5 separate regions of the Mus musculus genome follow, and regions 2, 3, 4 and 5 are each linked to region 1. A link is a contact called in public ChIA-PET, Hi-C, HiChIP or PLAC-seq and promoter capture Hi-C data. All regions are on one chromosome and are shown on one strand. The core of a region is the stretch at or near the end of the contact, and the rest is flanking DNA. Distances in the headings are between cores, read along the strand shown.

The links. A called contact is a pair of places that touch in the nucleus more often than the background predicts. ChIA-PET counts read pairs in DNA pulled down with a chosen protein or histone mark. HiChIP or PLAC-seq counts read pairs in DNA pulled down with a chosen protein or histone mark. Capture Hi-C pulls out chosen DNA fragments and counts their contacts.
Region 2: a Hi-C map of regulatory T cells shows a contact between it and region 1, with 7 times the contacts expected there. The contact joins the enhancer-like site here to the promoter of Twistnb in region 1. A contact is called at or near these places in 2 of 39 promoter capture datasets (the 3T3-L1 cell line and the HPC-7 cell line), 1 of 484 Hi-C or Micro-C datasets (regulatory T cells), 1 of 115 datasets of contacts at active chromatin or transcription factors (memory CD8 T cells) and 1 of 9 other capture datasets (adipose tissue).
Region 3: a contact with region 1 is called in an RNA polymerase II ChIA-PET map of memory CD8 T cells, with 19 read pairs. The contact joins the enhancer-like site here to the promoter of Twistnb in region 1. A contact is called at or near these places in 11 of 39 promoter capture datasets (the 3T3-L1 cell line, the HPC-7 cell line, embryonic stem cells and 6 more), 5 of 484 Hi-C or Micro-C datasets (B cells, CD4 T cells, the G1E-ER4 cell line and 1 more), 2 of 115 datasets of contacts at active chromatin or transcription factors (effector CD8 T cells and memory CD8 T cells) and 1 of 9 other capture datasets (adipose tissue).
Region 4: an H3K4me3 HiChIP or PLAC-seq map of embryonic stem cells shows a contact between it and region 1, with 5 times the contacts expected there. The contact joins the promoter of Ferd3l here to the promoter of Twistnb in region 1. A contact is called at or near these places in 11 of 39 promoter capture datasets (the 3T3-L1 cell line, cranial neural crest, embryonic stem cells and 5 more) and 2 of 115 datasets of contacts at active chromatin or transcription factors (embryonic stem cells and stem cell-derived neural progenitor cells).
Region 5: a contact with region 1 is called in a promoter capture Hi-C map of adipose tissue. The contact joins the promoter of Sypl here to the promoter of Twistnb in region 1. A contact is called at or near these places in 24 of 39 promoter capture datasets (the 3T3-L1 cell line, 3T3-L1-derived adipocytes, the C10 cell line and 15 more), 2 of 15 datasets of contacts at CTCF or cohesin (the NIH/3T3 cell line and large pre-B cells), 9 of 484 Hi-C or Micro-C datasets (CD8 T cells, embryonic stem cells, liver and 3 more), 21 of 115 datasets of contacts at active chromatin or transcription factors (T-cell acute lymphoblastic leukemia, acute myeloid leukemia, astrocytes and 13 more) and 2 of 9 other capture datasets (adipose tissue and liver).

The regions. Positions count from the first base shown.
Region 1 is chr12:33,428,266-33,430,965 of GRCm38.p6, forward strand. It overlaps Twistnb (twist basic helix-loop-helix transcription factor 1 neighbor), which reads left to right and starts at 1,359. Exons shown (of 4, transcript NM_172253.2): 1 at 1,359-1,643. The coding sequence starts at 1,390.
Region 2 is chr12:33,127,051-33,129,750 of GRCm38.p6, forward strand. The region is part of intron 4 of F730043M19Rik (RIKEN cDNA F730043M19 gene); the gene reads right to left. Among named protein-coding and RNA genes, the nearest start is that of Atxn7l1, 19 kb to the right of the region's middle. Within about 2 kb of position 1,306, at least 47 of the 459 cell types and tissues checked have an H3K27ac peak or open chromatin away from gene starts, as enhancers often do. A contact at or near this core is called in the HPC-7 cell line, adipose tissue, memory CD8 T cells and 1 more, where this site is marked.
Region 3 is chr12:33,159,275-33,161,974 of GRCm38.p6, forward strand. The region is part of intron 2 of Atxn7l1 (ataxin 7-like 1); the gene reads left to right. Among named protein-coding and RNA genes, the nearest start is that of F730043M19Rik, 13 kb to the left of the region's middle. Within about 2 kb of position 1,382, at least 62 of the 459 cell types and tissues checked have an H3K27ac peak or open chromatin away from gene starts, as enhancers often do. A contact at or near this core is called in the G1E-ER4 cell line, effector CD8 T cells, hematopoietic stem and progenitor cells and 1 more, where this site is marked.
Region 4 is chr12:33,927,079-33,929,778 of GRCm38.p6, forward strand. Ferd3l (Fer3 like bHLH transcription factor) reads left to right here and starts at 1,347. Exons shown (of 1, transcript NM_033522.2): 1 at 1,347-2,232. The coding sequence starts at 1,412. The coding sequence ends at 1,918. The region is part of intron 1 of Gm40383 (a long non-coding RNA gene); the gene reads right to left.
Region 5 is chr12:32,952,775-32,955,474 of GRCm38.p6, forward strand. Sypl (synaptophysin-like protein) reads left to right here and starts at 1,412. Exons shown (of 5, transcript NM_198710.3): 1 at 1,412-1,585. The coding sequence starts at 1,517. 4933406C10Rik (RIKEN cDNA 4933406C10 gene) reads right to left here and starts at 1,015. Exons shown (of 6, transcript NR_044986.1): 1 at 731-1,015; 2 at 424-597.

The DNA.
Region 1 (2,700 bases), core at 109-2,608:
AATGCCTTTTGTTTAGTATTAGTCCAGATTAGGGGCTTAGTATCTGCTTTGTGCTAGTCTATAGACAGGCCTTGCTATTTCCATAAACTCTGATATTCAGAGCCAGCAATATACAGCTGTCTTAGTCTTTGGCATTGGAATCTGAAGGATGGTAACAATGCTATTCTGCGGTGGGCTCCTCTTGCTTCCCTTCATCAGGTAGCCAAGGTAGGTAGTTTTTTATGAAGCTGGGCTTTTTAAACCAACATTTTGCAGCCCAAGATGTGCACAGTTCCTGCACCCAAGGCTTAGAGATCATAGTTGAAGAAGGTGGAGGGTTGTAAGAGCTAGAGGAACAGTTTGGGTTGTTAGGACATCACGGTCCAAATGAAGGTTTCTTTTTTATCCCTTGGGCAATACAAACCCTTGTGCTGATATGGTTGATGTCTGGGTATACAAAAGAAGGTCAAAGCTGGTAGCTGGGCTTAGCCATTTGAAAAACATGTCACAACACTCTCACTGTGATATAGCAGAAGGCAGAGGGACCCTAGATTGGAGAGGTATGGTGTTAGCAGTTCAGATGTTGCCTTTGCAATTTGTGGCCTGCTGCGGTGTATGATTGGGTTCAGCAGTGAAAATCTCCACGAATGTTTCTGATTCCTTATTGAACAGCTCAGGCGCATAACAATGTATCAGGCCTCATTGCAGCTGGAACCGGGCACTCCTATCAATAGCCATGCTGAATCCAATAAAGACAATACTCAGTTGGGAGTAGTGGCTCGTGCTTTTTATCCCAGCTCTCTTGTGGCAGAGGCAGGCAAATATCTAAATGTTAGAACCAAACCAGCTTGGTCTACATAGCGAGTTTCAAGTCACCCAAGGCTACATGGAGAGATACTGTCTAAAAACAAAACAAAAACAGAAAACCAAAAGAATTAAAACAAAACAAAACAAAACAAAACAAAAGCTCAAACCATTAATTCACTAGGCCTTGACCCAGTATTGAAAGAAACTGGGAGCTTAAAAAACAAAACAAAACAAAACAAGCTATTTTGGGCCTCTGCCTTTTTATACTTAGGTGCCCAGATCAATAAATTCAATAAATTCAAGCTTCGCTCCATAACTGAGCATACTTTGAAGTGATGAACATCTGCCTATAGATATCAGAGAACCGCCTCTGGATATCACACATGCTCTATAGGTACACGGCCTCAGAGGTTTATCTGGACTCGGGAAAGAGCAGCAGCCCTCTGCTGGTCAAACCTCTATAATGCAGCTTTAGAAGATTAAAAATCCCCAGGCCGCGGTCGGTCGCCTTTTGATGATGTCAGCCATCATCAACACTCAGAGGTGAGGCGGGAGGAATGCTTGCGTCATCCGTGCGCGCCCCGAAGCACCCAGCCAAGCCTCATGGCTGCGGGATCTGTGGAGTCTCAGCGGTCCCAGGCGGCCTCCGAGAGGCCCGTGGCGGGTCAGGCCGGGGTCCTGCCTTGCCTGGAGTTGCCGAGCTACGCGGCGGCGTGCGCGCTGGTGGGCAGCCGCTATTCGTGCTTGGTGGCTGCCCCGCACCGCAGGCACATCGCCCTGTCGCCCCGCTACCTGAGCAGGAAGCGCACGGGCATCCGCGAGCAGCTGGACGCCGAGCTCCTGCGCTACTCCGAGAGGTAAGATGTCGCCGCGTCCTCCCGGGAGCCCCGTCTCTGCTGGCCAACGGGCCCTCAGCTCCGTAACCCCACGGCGCCGCGGAAGTAAAGTCGCACGAGCTTCGTGAACCTTAGCCCCGGCGTCTACCGTCGCCTTCGGCGCCGCTGGCCTGGATGCAGTGGCCCGGTTCCTGGGGATGAAACTGGCTGGTGTGGTGTGAGTGGCGGCTGCTGCAGTGCTAAAAGCACTCCCCGTGTGGAGACTAGAGGTGCCCGGTGTCTAGAAACCCACCAGGCTGAGCTTTGGGTATTAAACGTTTCGTTTAATCACTTCCGGGTGTGTTCTCACCTAATAATGAAAATTTGCTGTCAGTATTATTCTCCTAATGTGGAAGCCGGTTCATTGCAAAACATAGGCAGGTTTGTTTGTAATTTCATTGTTCCCCGTCCCCCCGGGGGGCGCTAATTGGGGATGAACGACGAGCCTAATTTTTTGTAGGAATAGAAAGTTCACACACACACACACACACACACACACACACACACACACACCAGTGCATTTATATTAAGCACTAGTAAGAATACCTTGAAAAAGAAAATCTCAGAATTTCAATGGGAAATGATATGCCATAACACTTCACAACTAATTTGGCGGGAATGGGGGCAAGGTTCAGAGATACCTGAGATGACATCGATGTCTTTAGTAATTCAATGACACTTCAGAAATTGCAGGGATTGTTTTGGGGCAAATTATCCAAAGCAGTTACCACTCTCGAGGACTTTGGCAGTCAGCCCCATTAACCATCCAAGGTGGTCACTAAGCATGGAAACATAGTTATGTTAAGTAGTCTAACCAGCTTTTCATTCATTGGGGAAAAGTTATTTAAAGATGCATAATAGGAGCCACACTACAGACGAGAATCGGATCATTTCTGTAACAGAATTGGATAATGCAGCCATGTAGAATAGAATACACTGTTTAATTGAGCTGGACACCTCTCCTTGTTACTGTGCTAAAGGTATGCTAAAAGAAGCCTATTTTTTCCAATGCAAATTAGGTTTCAGTATTACTTGAGTA
Region 2 (2,700 bases), core at 56-2,555, 300 kb before region 1:
TAGAACTCCATGCTACTTAGAAATGGTTATGCCAGGCAAACGAAATAAAGATGATTCTTGCCACAGCCCACCTCATTTGGGTAAGTCATTTGCTATTTCACTAAGCCATGGAGGTGACGCCAGTGAACATGGATTCTGAAAGACTGTGTAATTACCAGTCATTGGTAGTCTTAGATCACCAGTAACATCCAGTCTTCCAGTGCAGGATCTGAATACACAGGCCAGGAGAGTTTTGCTTAAACTCTTCCTGAGTAAGACAACGTCCCAGTAGGGCAGGTCTCTGGACGGTTTGTCACACCTATGATCTCTTATCAGTATCACAGACAGCCAATATAAAAACACCAGAGGACTGCTATGCCCAGGCAGTAGACTTTTCTCCATGAGAATAAGCAACCTAAAAGGAAACGCTTCCTTTAAATGCATTTATAACCCCTACCACATATAACATCACAGTGTTGTATGTGCAGGAAAACAGGGAAAGCCAAGGCTGGGAGACTATACTGGCAGAAGACATACCCGATGAAGGACCGTTATCCAAACTCCACAAGACCCTCTTAAAACCCAATAGGGATATGAGCAACGAACATAGTTTTAAAATGGGCAAACTCTCTGAACAGATGCCTCATCAAAGAAGATATAGAGATGGAAGACGCATCCAGTACTCGGGAATGAAAATGAGAGCAACAGGAAGATGCCATCATACAACCATTAGCGTGGCTAACATCTAAAAACACTGGCAGTGCCAAACGCTGCCAAGACTAGAAGCAGGGACTTCACTATGCTGCCGGTGGAACCGCCACGTTGGAAGACAGCTTGGCAGACTCACAAAACTAAATATACTCTTACCATATGATCCGGTAATCATGCTTTTTGGGTATTTACCCAAAAGATTGAAAAGTTATGTCCACACAGAAACCTGCGCGTGGATGTTTATCTCAGCTTCATTCAGACTTGCTAAAATGAGGAAGCAGCCAAGATGTCCCTCAGCAGGAGAACGGAAGAAAGGAAACACTGTGGTACATCCAGACAAATGGAGTATTACTCAGCACTGAAAAGAAATGAGCTGCCAAGCCATAGAATGACACAGAACAATCTTAAGTGCACACACAAGAAAAAGAGCAGACCGGAAAAGAACACCTACTGGGATGGTTAAGACAAAGCTGTGGCTTTACAGGGGGTTAGCAGAGAGCAGAGATAAATAAGCCAGGTATTTCTCAGGGCAGTGAAACCACTACAATGGTGGATATACAGGGGTGACAGTGATGACAGTGTCAGACCCTCATCTGTGACACATGTGCCACTTGGCTGAGAAATATTCATAGAGGAGGAAGTTACATGTTTTGGAAACTGTACTTCCTGCTCAGTTTTGCCATCAATCAAAAACTGCTTAAAAGAAAAAGCCTATCAAAATAGCAGATGTGGGCCAGGCATGATGGCACGAATGAGTGGGTTCCAAACTAGCCAGAGCTATATAGAAAGATGCCTTAATAAACAAACAAACGAACAAACAAACAAATGAAAGAAAAAAAATCAATAAACAACAAATTGAGCTGAACATGGGACAATTTGTAAGTCTCTATAAAATAGTATTAAGAGACTGTAAGAACCACAACATACAACTCAGCTGTGTTATTCTTGCCACAGAGAGATGCCAGAATCTGTTTCCATTCCTGGGTCAGAATACCAGCCACAGCCAAGGCAGTTTTGCCAAATCATGGCAAAGGTTTAATGGAAGCCTGCTCCAAATTAGCATGTCCATCATTCCTGACACACAGGCACTCTGAACCATGGAAGCAAGATGTTTCCACCGGAGAGTCATGAGCAGAGTAAAGTGGCTCACGAGACCCTGGAAACAAAAGCACAGAGTACAGATTGCAAAGTGTCCAAACACAGCCAACTGCCACGGCCAGTGCTGCACACACAGCACACGGCACACACACAAGCTGTTCACCCTCCGATGGCAGGAAGGTTGCCACGGAAAGATCGGTGTCACTGGTGTGGGGTCAAAGAAGTGGGGAGGGGGGGTGTGCAAATTCTTTCTCTCTCTTAGAGGCTTAGTCTGTTTAAATTGCCAGAGGCTCTGTGCAACTGTCATCTACATGCAAGCAGCCTTACTGGAGTCTGACCTATTCTAGAGCTCTAGAGATGCACCCACGGGTGATACGATTGCAGAGCATAAACATGGTGGCATGCTTTGGGATTTTGGAGAGTTGAGTTTTAAAACAAAAGCTAAAAGCTAGTCCCCATCAGAAGCTCTGCACAAAACAGGACTTTTCATGATGGCTCCTTTCAGGATCTTGTAAGCCATTTCTTCTAACTCACCACTCAGCAGGAAGCTGTTCAGCCATTCAAGCTGCCAGAGGGAGTGCTTCTGTCTCCTTAACCACACCCAGACCCCCATTTCCACCCTGGGTCAGTTTAAGTAGTTTCTGAACTGTTAGCAAACCAGGCATCCATCTAACTCCAAGCCTCTAGGCCACTCCTGCTGCCACCCCCACCCTCCACCCCCTCCCTTCTGAACCAATCACAAAGGAAGATCCTTCTTGGTCTGGCACTTGCTGGCTGTGTGACCTTCAGCACATTCCTGCAGACGTGTGTCTCTGCGGGGCTGCCAACTTGCAAATGACTGGCAGCAGCTCTCTGCGAATTAGCACTCCACCCTGCTTGTGGTGAACAGCACTAATCAGATAGTATGATACA
Region 3 (2,700 bases), core at 132-2,631, 270 kb before region 1:
TCTCGGGCAGCCATACTTGTTCCTCCTCTGTCTCTGCTTCCCTAGTCTCCTCCCTTGTGCTCATAGCCACCTTTTGTTTCAGGACCAGCTTTAGCCTGGAAATCTCTTCCCTGCATCTCGCATGGCAGGCTGTATGGCCTCTAGGTTCCCCGGGACACTGTGCTGCAGGCCGAATTCACAATGCATTGGGCCCTCAACTGTTTAATTCCTCCCACCGTTCCATGAGTGCCAGAAGTCAAACTTAGCTCATCAGGCGTGCATGACAAATGCCTTCCCCATGGGATCATCCTGTAGTGCCAGGAAGTTCCTCTTTTAGCATTCAGAGGTAACCCCCAGCCTGCATCTTCCCATTCAATGTCAACATTAAGGTTGCTCACACAGAAAAAGATGGTATGCCACCAGAGTCACCTGTGCACACACCATGTAGACGAAAACAGTGGCCTGTATTGTGCCTTGTTTCATTGTAAATGTATATATAAAATTTATAATTTACATATATATGAACACATACATTATACACACACATATATACATCATATACATATATATCACATACATATATATGTAACGTTTTAAAATGAGTTGCAGGCCTAATGGCATTTCACCTGTTTGTTACTCTGTCACATCCTGACTTGTTTTCTTGAGCTAACACATCCGAGTTTTCAGAGCTTCATCTTATAAAACCGTGCTATGCATTGCAGAGATGGGTTTCCTTCTGCAGTGAGCACCACACCTGTGTGGGGACTGCTCTGGCACTCGGTGAAATCCCCGTTCCACAGCAGGGAGTTTCTCAGGACCCCCTTAGCATCCATCAGTGGTGGCTGCCAGGATTCATCATTTCTTCACGGGGAGAAGGATGACCGCTTACAGATTCCATGCCTCTGACCTACTTTTTCCAGCCAGCATTCGTCAGTGAAGAAGGCACCATTCTTTTAGATTCCACTTAAAAGCTGGAGTGGGGGCTTTCCCTTTAATTACTAACTTTCAGACATTGGGTTTGAACACCACGATTCTTAAGCTGGCAAGACTGAGGATTGGTGTGCTGGCATTTCAAGATGTGTGTGTTGTGAAAATACAGTCATCGCGGAAGTTCAGAGACAGGGGACGCTCCAGGAAGAATGGTGCTAGGGGTTAGTAGAGCCCGAGTTTTAAAACATTATGAAGCATTACCCCACACACTCAGGGGACCCTCTGCTTTAATTTGAGGAAGGAAGAAGATAATTACACTTGCAATAAGCTGGTTCTTACCTTCCGATTGGAGAATTTAGGCTGGCTTAGGTGAGCCACTGAGGCAAATTGCAGACTCGGGTGAATGGGACTCCTGTGTGTTAGGAAGCCAGGGTGCTTCCTGTAACCCTGACTCATCAGGAAACCGCTGAGCACCCAGGAAGTGGGTGACACGGGGCTGGGTCCTTTGTGGGGTACGAGGGGGAAGCCTCGGCCACTACCCTCAGGAACTCACCATGCAGCTCACTGGGGTCCCTGACACTGCACAGAGGATGGAGTGGGGTTCAAGATTCCCAGTGATAAGAAGAGGAAAAGACTTCAGTTTATGGTCAGCAAGACCTTTAAGGGCAGGGCTGCTTGGCTGTGGCTCTGCGTGGAACACAGTAAAGGGTATGTTGTAGAAGCCAAGTTCTTGTAGGTAGGTAGGAAGGAAAGAAGGAAGGAAGGGAGGGAGGAAGGGAGGACACTTTAGATAGAAACAGCAGAAATGGCTAGGATGTGGAGAGTCCGTGTTCCAGGGAAGAGTTACGAAGGCCTTTGGAGAGCTGTGAGTTCCCCAGGAAGCTGCTGTTGGGAAAAAGAAGGCATGGTGAAATTCATCAGGACCAAAGGGAAACCACAGCTTCATCCATGGGATGGACCACTGCAGGCTTGCATGGGCACTGCACAGAAGCACATCCCTTGGTTCAGAAATTATTATATACATCTTGCCTTTTCTATTTGGGGTCCTAGGGGCAGATCTCCCTCCCCTCCCCTCCCCTTCCCTCCCCTCCCCTCCCCTCCCCTCCCCTCCCCTCCCCTCCCCTCCCCTCCCCTCCCCTCTCCTCCCCTCCCCTCTCTCTTATTTATATATATATATATATATACACACACACATGCACACACTTAAAGAGTTTTACAATTACCCGACTGCTACCAGTGTTATTATAAGGAACCTATTCTAAAATATTGCTAATTACAAATTTTACTGATAAAATGATGCAGAGTATACAATTTATGAATAATAAAATATCTTAAAGTTTTATCCCATCCAGTGGTTTGTTTCTGAATTCTCATCCCTGCATGTCAAGCTCTCAGTGTAGAATCCAAGCTGAGGTTAGTTACTGTCCTCTTAACAAGTGCACAGTACACGTACAGTGTGAACAACTTGGACAGTAGTCAGCAACACAGCCCACTGGCACTATCTTACCTGAAACCTGTTTTTATACATGGAAGTTATCGTACATCTTTGGATATAGGTAGTTGTTGGGCTGCTTGCTTAGCATGCAGAGATCCCTAGGTTAAGTCGCCAGCAAAGAATAAAAAAACCAGGCATGGTGGCACATACCTGAAATTCTAGCACTTGGGAGGCAGAGAGGCAGAGAGGCAGAGGCAGAGGAGGATCATAAGTTCAAGGCTAGCCTGGGCTACGTATTAAGTTTGAGGCCAGCCTGGGCAGCTATATGAGGCTGTGTCAAGAAGGGGAGGGGTTAC
Region 4 (2,700 bases), core at 97-2,596, 500 kb after region 1:
TTTTCAACGTGTTGTTTGCCTCCTAGGAGGTTTAAAAAAAAAAAAAAAAAACAGATCTTTACACCGAGTAATAAACTAGCTGTTAGTAAACCAAAAGATGGAAAAAATAAAGTGTGTGTGGACATTCGGGACATACAAAAATCAGAAAAACTTCTTAGTGTATTAAGTTTAGAATCTCTTCTATTTCTGTGGATAGACACCAAATTTCCCTGAAATTTCAGTAAGGTATAGTTTTCCTTCTAAAACCTTACTTTGGTATACAAAGGAGTGAGGGTAGCAGCCAGATCAAAGTGTCAGGATTTTTCTTTGTTCAAGAACAAATGCTTGATTGGCAATTTAAAAGTTCGAAGGCTAACTCCCTAACAGAGAGTGAGCTGTTCACTCTCTCTCTCTTATTAAAGCTAAATCGAATTTTTCAAAGGAGGCTTGCAGGGTCGGGGGTAGGGGGAGGGAGGCAGGAACGGGGAAGACAGGGACAGGACGGTGATACTTTGTCCCCTAAGGGGTAATTACACAGTAAAGGGCTTATGCAGTAAATGTCTGGAATCTCCGTTTTATATTTCTTTATCACCATAACTCTTTTCTTCAAATATAACCCTCCACAGTGGAGGATAAGACCAGGGAGAGTCAAGTATCTCAATTGTCAGTCTGATTGTGTTCAAGCCGACTTCAGAAGTCAGGGTCTGTAACCAGGCAGTGAGTTGTTTGCGATGTCCTAGAAGGAGAAAAGACACCGGTTCCAACAGAGACACTGGGGAATGTGATCGGCCCCCTAGCCATGCTTACTTAAGCTAATGGAAGGTCTTGCCTTTCAGCAGCCGCTGTGCTGGGATACCAGACAAACAGCTCCCCTCGACCCCTGGCAGGAAGGGCCTCTCTTCTGGACATCATTAAAAGCGCATGCCCTTATTTCACATCCATTGGCAAATGGAGGCAAGATTCAGGACTCCTATCCTGAAGCCAAGGAGAAGCCATCGCAGTGGAAAGATTTTGGCTTTGAAAATCCAAATCGAAATTAAAGACCTATACGGAATAAGGAACCAAAAGAACATTGAATGGATACTGGGATGAGACCAGAGACAAAAAAGCACAGCAGGTAAGAACTGGGGCCTGCTGCCAAGAAGGAACTGCCCTGCAGAGGTGGTGCAGCAAGGGGGGGAAATACCTTAGAGCCTGAAAGTCTGCCGCCTTGAGCCTTCTGTGAATGCTTGAACTTGTCATCTTCTATCAGCTTACAGAAGAGGGACGTTGCCCTAGCCTTCAGTCTCCCTGCTAAGAATCCTTTTTCAGTTTGGTTATAAATGTCTCCCCGAGTTTGGTGATGATACGCTGCAGGAATCAAGGCCACCAAGGAGCTCTATCGGCAGCTATGCCATTCCTGCAAGAAAATCGGTGAGATAGACGCTGAGTGATGGCCGCCTATCCAGAGAGCTGCTTGGATGCTACCGTGCTGAACTTCGTAGCAGATCTCTCTCTGGCCTCTCCCAGACACCCTCTTCTCTGCGAGTTCCCACCTGGGGTCCCTTTTGGGGACCGAACACTGGGGTACAGAGAGGGAAGACCTGGGAGACTGTCGCAGTTTGATGAAAGATATCAGGAAGTAGAGGGGGACGAAGTGGAATATGAGGACCCAGAAGAGGAGGAAGAGGAGGGAGAGGGGCGCGGCAGAGTAGCATCCTTGCTGGGCCGCCCCAAAAGAAAAAGAGTTATTACTTATGCCCAGCGCCAGGCCGCCAACATTCGCGAGAGGAAGAGGATGTTCAACCTAAACGAGGCCTTCGACCAGCTGCGCAGAAAGGTACCCACCTTCGCTTATGAGAAGAGACTGTCGAGGATCGAGACCCTCCGCTTGGCCATCGTCTACATTTCCTTCATGACCGAGCTCCTGCAGAGCAAGGAGGAAAAGGAGGCCAGCTGAGCGGGGAGGGGTGAGCCCAAGAGACACTCCCCCGCCTCATCGTGCTTGGCGGGGTGCGTCTGGAAGGCAGAGGGGCCGCTGGCCTTCTGAGGCGGGGTTTGAGATGGTAAACTCCCCACTCGCGGCAGCTCTGCAGTGAATAAGTTGGGGATCCGGCACAATAAGGGTCTAGCTGGGCAGGTTGGGAGTTCCCGGGGTCAAGGATTTAGGGAGTTAGAGCTTCTTGCTTGGAGCAGGTGGGAAACTGGTCTGCTCCTCCACGGACCTCTGGTGATCTCTCCTCCTTGCTCCTTTTCAACAGTAGAAATAATAAAATAATCGCTCGCATGATTAGTTGCTGCCCCAATTCCATCTCCAGCTGGGGCTTCATTCTAGCAAGCGCACAGGTGAGCACACCTAAGGCAGAGACCAGGGGAGCGCTCTTGGTGCAACTTTCTCTTGGTTCTTTATGGGAACAGTCCTCTCAGACTACTTGGGGGGTGGGGGGACAAAGAGGGAGTGAGTGATGCAGGGGCCGAACAAACTCTCAAAATATGGCCTCTGAGAAGGATCCCTCTCCCTCCCTCATCGCCATCCCCACACCACCCTAACACTGGGTGCTGTGGAAACTCCCCTACCTGAATTGTTTGCAAGTGTACTCTAACTTGTCCCAGTTAAACGCAGTCCTCAGTGAAAATGGCCATTAGCCTTTTGCTCAGAACTAAACTCTGTTCTTGTCTCTCCCGGTAAGGGTGGGAGGTGGGGGCGGGGTTCTTCCTTCGGGTGCACTTTCCACACTGGCA
Region 5 (2,700 bases), core at 162-2,661, 480 kb before region 1:
TGTGCAGTCAAGCAAACCTCAGCCAGCTGCCTGGTGACAGGACTACAGGAACAAACCATGGGAGTACAAATTGTTTCAGACCTCTCAGCTCTATAAAGTTGCAAGATGAGCATTATCCCATCCTGTTAGCATCTATTTCATTTTGAAATTACATTGAATATATTTTTGGCTATTTTGTATAATTCTACTTTGAATACTTTTTCCTTTGAAGCACAGCTAAGTGATTTACTTGTGGGTTCCTATCCAACAGGTCTCAGCAGAAAATAACTTTTTTTTTTTAAGACTTAAAGAGAAATGCTGAGTGGAATACACGGAAATAAGAGTGAAGGAAGGAGGAAGTGTTAGCTTGGTAGTAACTGTTCATGGGTAGTGGTCAGTTCTAATGGAATACTCCACTGACATTTAGGAAATATAAATAAGTACCTGGGAGCTGGAACTAGGATCCTCTGTGGCAAAGATCTTCCTTCGATGTTGGTGTTATCTCACCATGCATGAAGACAGGCCACTATCCCAACCCTCCAAAAAAGGCCAGGCACAAGGAAGCCAGAGAAGAGATGTCTAGATTGGTCCCATTCTGGTGGCAGGAGGGAGTGTTCCCTAAGACAAATCATGAAAGATGAGTTAACTTGACCCCCCCCCACTCCCCCGCCCCCCCCCAAAAAAAAACGGCACGAAATACAGGCCTCGCCAAACGGGGATAGAGGTGGAGAGATGAGTTGTCCTGTGAGACCTGTCAAGCCATGATCTCAAATGGGTGGTCTTTCTCCTACTCTGGCTCCAACAACTTTGCGATGTCTGCGGAAATGTTTGGTGAATCATACGTTCAAGCACCCTTACATAAGGCAGGTTCGCCAGACGGCCGCAGTTTTGCAATAACTATGACTTTAAGGGCCCTGAACACGAGCTTTGAAGTGAGGCTTTGTCTGTGTACACACTTGACACATTTGCCCAAAAGTTCAGAGCACTGGGAAGAAAACGGGCCGTTGTGAGGGCGGGCAGTCACAGCCACAAAAGGGCATAGCAACCAGAACGCCACCGAGGTGGAGGGCCGTGCTGCGCAGGCGCAGCTGTCCCCCGACCCCACCCACCCCCGTCGCGCGCTCGCAAAGGCCGGAAAAGAGTCTGGGGCCTAGGGAGCGCGCGTGCGCGTTAGAGACAGAGCTAGGCTTTGGGGAAGGGGGCGCGGCACACGCATGGCTTCCAAAGCCAACATGGTTCGTCAGCGGTTCAGCCGGCTGAGTCAGGTGCGGCCGGGGGAGGAGCCAGCCCTTCCCAGTCCCTCCTCGGCCTGGTCTCGGCTCGCCCTCTCTGTCTCCTGGGCGCGGACTCAACGGCCGCCCGGCCCCGCCTTAAAGGCCAGGCCGTCCCGCCCCGATGCCCCTTCGTCCCCACCCCTCCGGCCCCGCCCCCAGCCCCGCCGGCTCCGCCTCCCGCTCTCGCCGCGGAGTCGCTCCGGTCTCGCCGCTCCCCTCCTCCGCCCCGCGTCCTGACTCTCTTCCCTCCTTTCCCTCAGAGGATGTCCGCCTTCCAGATCAACCTCAACCCGCTCAAGGAGCCGCTCGGCTTCATCAAGATCCTCGAGTGGGTGAGTGCAGCTTGCGACGCCGACCTCGCCCGGTCCAGCGCGGGGCGCCTTGCCGGGAGGCGGGGACGCGGTCGTGAGGGAGTCCCCCACGCTCGAAGGCCGCGGGGCGGAGATGGCGGCCGGCGTCGAGTCGAGTCGCCGGTGTGGGCGGCTTCTCCCGGCCGCCCCTAGCCGCGGAGGCGTGGAAGCTCGCTCGCTTTTTTTTCTCAGGCTCCACTGCCATCCGCAAAGGAAGACAGGATTTCCTGCTGCGGTCCAACTGATACCGACCGCCCGGAGGCCCGCGGCTTCCGCGGGCGAGGCTAGACCTGGGTTGCGCCCTTCGCTGGCGGCGGGTATGGGCTCCTGTTAAAAATAGTGTGTGTCAGAGAAGCCGAGGCAAAGCCCTTGCCCCGACGCATTAAATTGTCGGCCCATTTAACGCCTGGCCTGGACGTCGAGATTGTTTATAGCAACATCCTGCTTGGAAAGTCAGCTTTCTGCCCTTTCCTGCCAAGCAATCATTAACATCAAAGGAGACTTACAAGTTAGACCTTGTCACGTGCAGCTAGTTTATCAAGCTCTGCGATTTTCCTTCAAACTTAGCGGCCCACTATAGTTGGGTGCTGACTTGAAGAGTTAATGTAAGCACTTGGCATTTATTTGCCCCGTGTGCAGTCAGGTAGTGTTTCGTAGCCGATAACGTTTAATTCCTTCACAGTTCATGTTGAGGGTGAAAAATAAGAACTCTCCGGTTTCGTGCGTGTGTTTTAACGAAGAGCTTGAAGTTCTCCGATGACTGATGACTGCTCGCTCTGATTTTTGTATTTACACTTTATGCCTTCAATTTTGTGAAAACTGAAATGCTGCTCTTGCAACTGGCAAAAGACACGTGACTTTCTGTGCAACCCTAAGTTTAGAAGAAGGTTGTTATTTTAATTCCAAAAGTCATAGGGGAGAAATCAAAGAAATGTGTGTTAAGAATGAACCTTACATTTAGTCTCATTGAATGTTACAATTCAGTTTAATAATTTAGATTTTCACTTAAGTAAGAGGCAGCTTATATCTTTTCTTGAATATTTTAAAGTAGGAGTAATTTTGTTGTGTGCTGAAATTATCTTTAAGTTTCTTAAAAT